2 separate regions of the Macaca mulatta genome follow, and region 1 is linked to region 2. Evidence: chromatin contacts called from public Hi-C data. All regions are on one chromosome and are shown on one strand. The core of a region is the stretch at or near the end of the contact, and the rest is flanking DNA. Distances in the headings are between cores, read along the strand shown.

Region 1 (3,565 bases), core at 558-3,057, 200 kb after region 2:
CTCCAATCAGTCTCCCATAAATGATTTTTAAAAATTGAATGGAAATGATTAGTAACATGTGCTTATTTAGTATCTACTATCTGCCCAGCACTACCTCGGGCATTTGAGTAGAAAGAAATAGATGGCATTCTCATTTCCAAAACGTTTGTGATCTTGTAATAAGGCCAAGATAGACACCAATTATCACATAGTATTATAATTAATTTGTTTACTAATCAATAGACCGAATAATTTGAATCCTTGAGGGCTGCAATTGTATCTTTATTTCTCCTATGTTATCAGTGCCCAGGACACTTAGTAAATAGCAGGTTCTCAATGTTCCTGACTTAACTCATTGACTAGAAATAAAATACTAAAGTGCGCTCTAGAGACCATTAGTGAACATACAGTATGTCCAGGCGATTTGGGAGATGGTACATGTAATGTGATTCTATTCCCACTTTTTTTCGAAGCACCTTTTATCAGAATTAAGCATCATGGTTAATTTGTGTTGGAGTTGAAAGGGCATTAGATGAACAGTAGGTATACGCCAGAATCTAGTTACAACTGTAACTAAGAGACAGTGGAATCTACAGGAAGGACATGGGCTCTGGACTCAGATGATCGAAGTACCAATTCAGGCGTCACTAGGGCAAGTTACCTCGCTTTCAAATCCTGTAAAATAAGGATAATAGAGGATCACCTACCTTATATGGTTGTGGGGATTTAAAAAAAGAAAAGAAGTGCATGACAGTATCTGCATATATGTACTATATATGACATAGGTAATCCACTCCTCCTCTCTGAGCCTTTGTTATTACTGTGTAAAATGAGAATTAGGACTTTACTTGATTTATTGATTTCAGATCTCATGTCCTTTACCTTATCGCCTTACTGTTGAATTTTGTCTTTTTTTTTTTTTTGAGACGTTGTCTCGCTCTGTCGCCCAGGCTGGAGTGCAGTGGCCGGATCTCAGCTCACTGCAAGCTTCGCCTCCCGGGTTCCCGCCATTCTCTTGCCTCAGCCTCCCGAGTAGCTGGGACTACAGGTGCCGCCACCTCGCCCAGCTAGTTTTTTTGTATTTTTTTAGTAGAGACAGGGTTTCACCGTGTTAGCCAGGATGGTCTCGATCTCCTGACCTCGTGATCCGCCCGTCTGGGCCTCCCAAAGTGCTGGGATTACAGGCTTGAGCCACCGCGCCCGGCCTTGAATTTTGTCTTATTTGATCCCTGTCCCCATCTCTGTTACTTCCAGACTTTCAATTTCCAATTCTACACTTACACGTTCCGATTTTATGCTGTTTGTACTGAGAAATTCCACACTTTGTATTTTGTACACGTTCATTCCTTAATAAAGACAAATCCAGACAAACCTGCAGATGGCAGACAGAGGGGCCCCAGAATACGCCGCCGCAGCCCAGAGCGTTGCGTGCTGGGAGTTGTAGTCCGACGCTCCACACGCGCCTCCGCGCCTCTCCAGTTTGAAAGCGAGAGGTAGAGCGGGTAGGCGGGGTGCTGAAGGAGAAGCGCTCTCGAAGCCCCGCCCCTGACCTTTTCCGCTCGCGAGGTTCGCACAGGAGTGGCGCGCCAGGCCGCGGAAGGGGCGTGGCCGCGGAAGGGGCGTGGCCTCGGCCCGGGGTGGTGGCGGTTGCCGCCACCAGGGCCTCTTCCTGCGGGCGGTGCTGCCGAGGCCGGCCTGCGCGGGGCAGTCATGGTCCCCCATTGAGCGGGCTGTGGCGGAGAGCGGGGCGGGGACTGGCTGGAGGGTGGCGGCCCGGCGGGGCGGGGGCGGGGCCGGCCTCTGGCTCCTTCTTCCTCCGCATGTGGCTGGCGGCCGCAGAGCAGTTCGGTTCGTTCACTCCTCGGCGGCCGCCTCTCCTTCGGGCTCTCCTCGCGTCACCGGAGCCATGGCGTTAGCCAAGACCTACCCGGCGACATCCTCCCTGCCCAACGGCGATTGCGGCCGCCCCAGGGCGCGGCCCGGAGGAAACCGGGTGACGGTGGTGCTCGGTGCGCAGTGGGGCGACGAAGGCAAAGGGAAGGTGGTGGATCTGTTGGCGCAGGATGCCGACATCGTGTGCCGCTGCCAGGTGAGGCGACGGGCCTCTCACGGGAGGCTGGGCCCGGGAGCTCGGGCTGCCTGGCACCTGGTGCCCAGGAACTCGGACCCAGGACCCGGATCCACTGGCCAAAATGAGGTGTCACCTTGAGGCTCTCTCCTCCTGTCCTGAGCTGCGGCGACGTGGAGAAATGGCGGGAGGTCGGGGACCCCTGACCTGGAGCGTCGGGTGAAACTTGGGGTGGTTCTGGAGGAAAAGGTGGGCTGGCGGGGAGCCTTTGAGAGATGCGCGATGCCTGGGGACTTGCAGTTTGGCGTCTGGGGACTGGTGCTCCGCCCCGGGACTGAGGCCAGGGTGGAGGTGGGATGCGGTCCGAGTTTGAGGAGCTACCGCCCGAGGCCTGCTCCCAACTCTTCCGACTGCGGGCGGAGACCCGGCGCGACGGCAGAGTCCCCCCATCACCGCCCCCCACCCCGCCCAGAGCGGTGGAGTGGGAGTGGATTGTTTCGAAATGTCCTGAAACCCAGAGTCGCCGATCCCCCGTCTGCAGGACTGTGGCATGCAGTGTTTTGCTTCCTCTGGTCCACTTTGTTGACATCCAAACCCACCCACCTCTGGGCTTTGGACTGTTGTTTTAGGGCCCTGAGTTTCTTGTTTTTGTTTTTACAATGTGCTCCGTACCTTAAAGTTAAGGAGAAACTACTTTTACTAGTTGGTCCCAGAGGAAGGAATCCCTTCTCTGTTGAAAAAAAGTAAATACATGGATATCAACTTGAGTCTTTAGAAATAAATATTTGCATTGCCAAGGTGACATCGAAAGTGCACTTTCGGAAAACGAGGTGGTAATGAACTTCTAACGGGAGACACGTGGTTTTCGATGTAAGCTTTCTTCCTATTTGTCGTTTCCTTTGAACCAACATACAGGGGAGGCCTTTGTAAAGGCTCTCAGATAACTCTCTCCAGCTTCAAAATTCTAAGTAGATGAGTAATAACCACGTTCAAAACAAAGCATAATTTAATATTTGAAGTTAACTGCTGTCTGTTTAGGTTGCAAGAGTATTTGTTTTTGAACATACATGGCATGATATGATGGTGCCATGCTGTATATGTTCTAGTAAGTCATAGGCCCCCTTGAATACCATTCTGAGCATGCAGAAACAGTGAAATCACAGGTATATAGAAGAGCTAAATGCAAATACTGCAAATATTCTCTGATTTACCTTGTTTCGTTTTGTTTTGTTTTCATGCAGAAATCCACCCTGTCCATTCTGAAATAGCTGTTACACTAATTGCCTCTTAGGAAACCGTCACTACCACCTCTCCCTCCTTCCCTTCCAGCCTATTACTTCTCCACCCCTCTGGCAACACACTTTGTACCTTAGCACTCTGGAGGGTGTTGCCATTGAATTCCTGCCCCACACTTTCTTAGGAAATACTCCAGAAATCCAGCCTTTACCTACCTTTTGTCTTACATTCAGATCTGGTCATGCTGTGGGGAAGACGCACCAGAACGCCGAACTTTCTTGC
Region 2 (3,364 bases), core at 497-2,996:
ATTCTTCTAGGCTCTGAAACCACGGCTTCTGGCCATTGTATCCTAATTTATAAACGGGTTTGTTTAACAATCTAGGAGAAAAGGCACACTGTGCTCTCAAGAGCAGAATATATTCTGAAAGACAGCAATAGCCTTCATGAATAAAAAACAAACCACACTCAGATGGGGGGGGAGTGGTGCACAGAAAAAGTACAAGGGCAGTAAGAACCTTGAAAAATAAAGGCGTTCAGCTGAACACAAAAAGTTTAAGTCTAGAGAATTATTTCTCAACAGTGACACAGGCCAAAGAATTTACAAAGTGCCATGCTTTTCTAGGATCTTTTGTTTGGCTTATTCTCTTCAACTTTTTCTGTGCTGTTCCACTTTTCTCAGCATGTGAACTCATCTCATCTCCAAGCTCACATCAGAATTCAACAGAGGACTCATCTCAAGTGGCAGGCAGTTCCTACACCCTTCTGACACAATTCCCAGATATGGCCTGAGGAATCCCTTTCTACCCAAGATATAACACTGTAAATGTAGAAACTTATAAATAATACAAGGGAATACAAAGTTTAGAACTGTGTAAGACTCCTGGCCTGTAGTCCTTCTGCTCTCCCGCATCTTTAAGCCAACAAAAACCACGATGGGCAATTTTTCATTTGTCAGTCAACTTACAAGGAATTTTAAGCATTGCAGTCAGAGGTAATCCATTCGACAGAACAAAAACCCATCAACCCAAAGCAAGCAAACGCACCCAGGCATACATCTAACTGCAACGACAACTCTCCACCGGGTGCTTTTTCTGGGGTAATTTCAACTGCAAAAATCAGGCAAACCAGTTCTTGGGCTCGATTCTGCGTGCCTGCCAGACTCCAAAGTTACATGACACAACAAACAACTTCTTCCCTTCCCTCTCCTGTGGTCACGTCACCTGTTGCATCACCGGGAAAGTGGTCTTCAGGGTGTGGGAAAGGAGCACCACCAGGATCTCTGAATCATTCAGCTGGGCTATTTTCTTGAGAAATGTTAGCCTCATTCATATTTTAACGCGGTTGCCTTGAACACACAAGGCAAGGGTGTGTTGGCTCCTGTTCACCTTTGAAGAGATTCTAGCACAGGCACCCGAAAGCTGTGACTTTCTGGACTTGGAGGGGCTTGGGAGTTTTTCAAGACTAAGCCACGGAGAGAGATGCACAGCTCGGCAGAAGCAGAGGAGCTGGGAGCGCAGGCGGTCGGGACGGGGGTCCCGGGGCAGCCCCGGGGGCCGGCAAGTGGGGTTGGACACGCAACGGAAGCTTTGCCGAAAGGACACTGCTCGTGGGCCAAGGGGTCGGGCCCAGAGCCAGGGTCGCGGCCAACCGGAGCGGCTGGGAGAGGTTCCAGCCCACCTGAGCACCGGCCAAAGCCTCGGGCTGACTGGGTTCACCGGAGCGTCGACGAGTGCGAGGATTAAAAATGAACCACACTCCCTCCTTTACCCCCGGCTTCCCCCGAGAACTAGGCTGGAGGCGGAGACGCGAGGCAGGAAGCGCCTGGGGCCGGGGTCCGAGCCCGACCGGCGAGAGGAAGCCGGCCTGGGCCAGGGCTCGGGGCCGCCAGGGGCCGCACTCACCATGTCGTACACGTTGAGCACCACTAACTGGTTAGCCCCCATCCTCCTCCCCGCGGCCGCCGCCTCGTCCTCAAGCCGCTCCGTCTCCGCGGGGCCGGAGGCCGCTCTCACCCCCGCGGGCGCTTCAGGGGGCCCGAGCCGGGCACTAAGCGCACAGCCCGGCCCGCGGCAGCCGGGGCGGAAGCATCGGGCAGCCGAGCCGCTCCCGGGCGCCGCCGACAGGAGCCTCTGTGCGGACGGGGCCGGACCGTTGGCGGCCCGCTCCGGATGAGGCACCTCCCCTAGGCGGCAGACACGTGGGGAAAGGCGGGGCTTGAGCAAGGGGCGGGCGCCAGGCGCCCCGGGGGCGGGGCCGGCCCGGCGCCGGGACTGAGCCCGCCTGCGCTCTGGCTCCCGGCCGCCGCACCTCGGGACCTAAAATGGCGGCAGCTTCGGCGCCTCCGCGTTCTGGAGGCACGGGGCCACAGGAACACTACAGTTCCCAGCATGCAGTGAGGATTCCCCCTCGCTACTATAAGCGCAGAGGCGGAGTCTCAACAGTCCTTCGACTACAACTCCCTGCATGCCGCGGGGGCCCCGGTCCTACCAGACCAGGCCTCCCTGGGAGACTACTGCTCCCAGCATGCAGTGCTTTGGAGCTGCGGCCGATACCTTGCGGTCCGCGGGCGGTGAAGTCTTCTACTTTCATTCACCCTCTCATCGCCGGTGCTGCTGCTGTTAGTAGTTCATGTCGCGTTGAGCTCGATGAAGCCAACGAAATGTGGCAAAAGACCAGAGTGATGACCCTAAGTTTTCCAAATCCCTCCTCACTTTTTCTTTGGCAAAGGGAGGGGTGGGGAAACAGGAAGACGAGTTACTGGTGTGGGATGAGGTGTAACGTGCATCCAGTTAATCCTCAGTGTGGAATTTACGTTTTGTGAAACTATCCTGCTGATATGAGAAGGGTCCAGTAACCATAGCTTAGCACAATCCTGGGACGTAGTATGCAGCTCTGCATTAATTTAACAAATATTTGTTGTGTGCTTCCTATGTGCCAGGCAGTGTTGTAGGCCCTCGGGAATATTGTGATAAACAGGAACAGGGACAAACAAATTATCACTGGTATGTGCTTTGCAGAAAATTTAAATAAGGTGAAGTCATTGAGAGTAATCTTAAATTGGCTGCACGGGGAAGATCGCTGTAATGAGATGAGTTTTAAGCTGAACTATGAATGACAAAGCCAGCCCCGCAAATATGAGGGGGAGGAGTATTTCAGTCAAAGGGAACAAATGCAAAGATCTGAGGCATGAAGGAGTTGTCTGTATTCAAGGAAACAAAAGATCACTGTTGCTGGGACACAATAGGCAAGGACACGATGGTGTTAGATGAGCTGGGCAGGTAGGCAGAAGCCAGAGCTCGGAAGGATTTTAAAATTCATAACAGGGGTTGTATTTTGAATGAAGCCATAAGTTTGGACCAGGGAGTGAAATGATTGTGCGTGTGTTTAAAAATGATTACTTGGGTTGCTGTGTGGAAAATGGATTTCAGAGAGGCAAAGGAGGTGGAAACAGGAAGATGAGTGTGGCAGATTATCAAAATAGCCACAAATTATTTCCAGTCTCCCAAATTGTACTCTTTGGTGGTGTCTCCCCCCACTGACTGCACTGGACTGTGACTTGCTTTGGACATGGGACATTAACAGCATGCTAGCAGAGGCTTAAAAAACACTTGTGAGTTGGGACTTGCCCTCTTGCTGAACTTGGGAGTCCTGTGGCCACCATCTTAGGAATG

The links. A called contact is a pair of places that touch in the nucleus more often than the background predicts.
Region 1: a contact with region 2 is called in a Hi-C map of blood, with 6 times the contacts expected there. The contact joins the promoter of ADSS2 here to the promoter of DESI2 in region 2. A contact is called at or near these places in 4 of 14 Hi-C or Micro-C datasets (blood, cortical neurons, fetal cortex germinal zone and 1 more).

Annotation. Positions count from the first base shown.
Region 1 is chr1:4,674,568-4,678,132 of T2T-MMU8v2.0, forward strand. ADSS2 (adenylosuccinate synthase 2) reads left to right here and starts at 1,808. Exons shown (of 13, transcript NM_001261110.1): 1 at 1,808-2,068. The coding sequence starts at 1,886.
Region 2 is chr1:4,475,164-4,478,527 of T2T-MMU8v2.0, forward strand. DESI2 (desumoylating isopeptidase 2) reads right to left here and starts at 1,747. Exons shown (of 5, transcript NM_001257794.1): 1 at 1,595-1,747. The coding sequence starts at 1,636.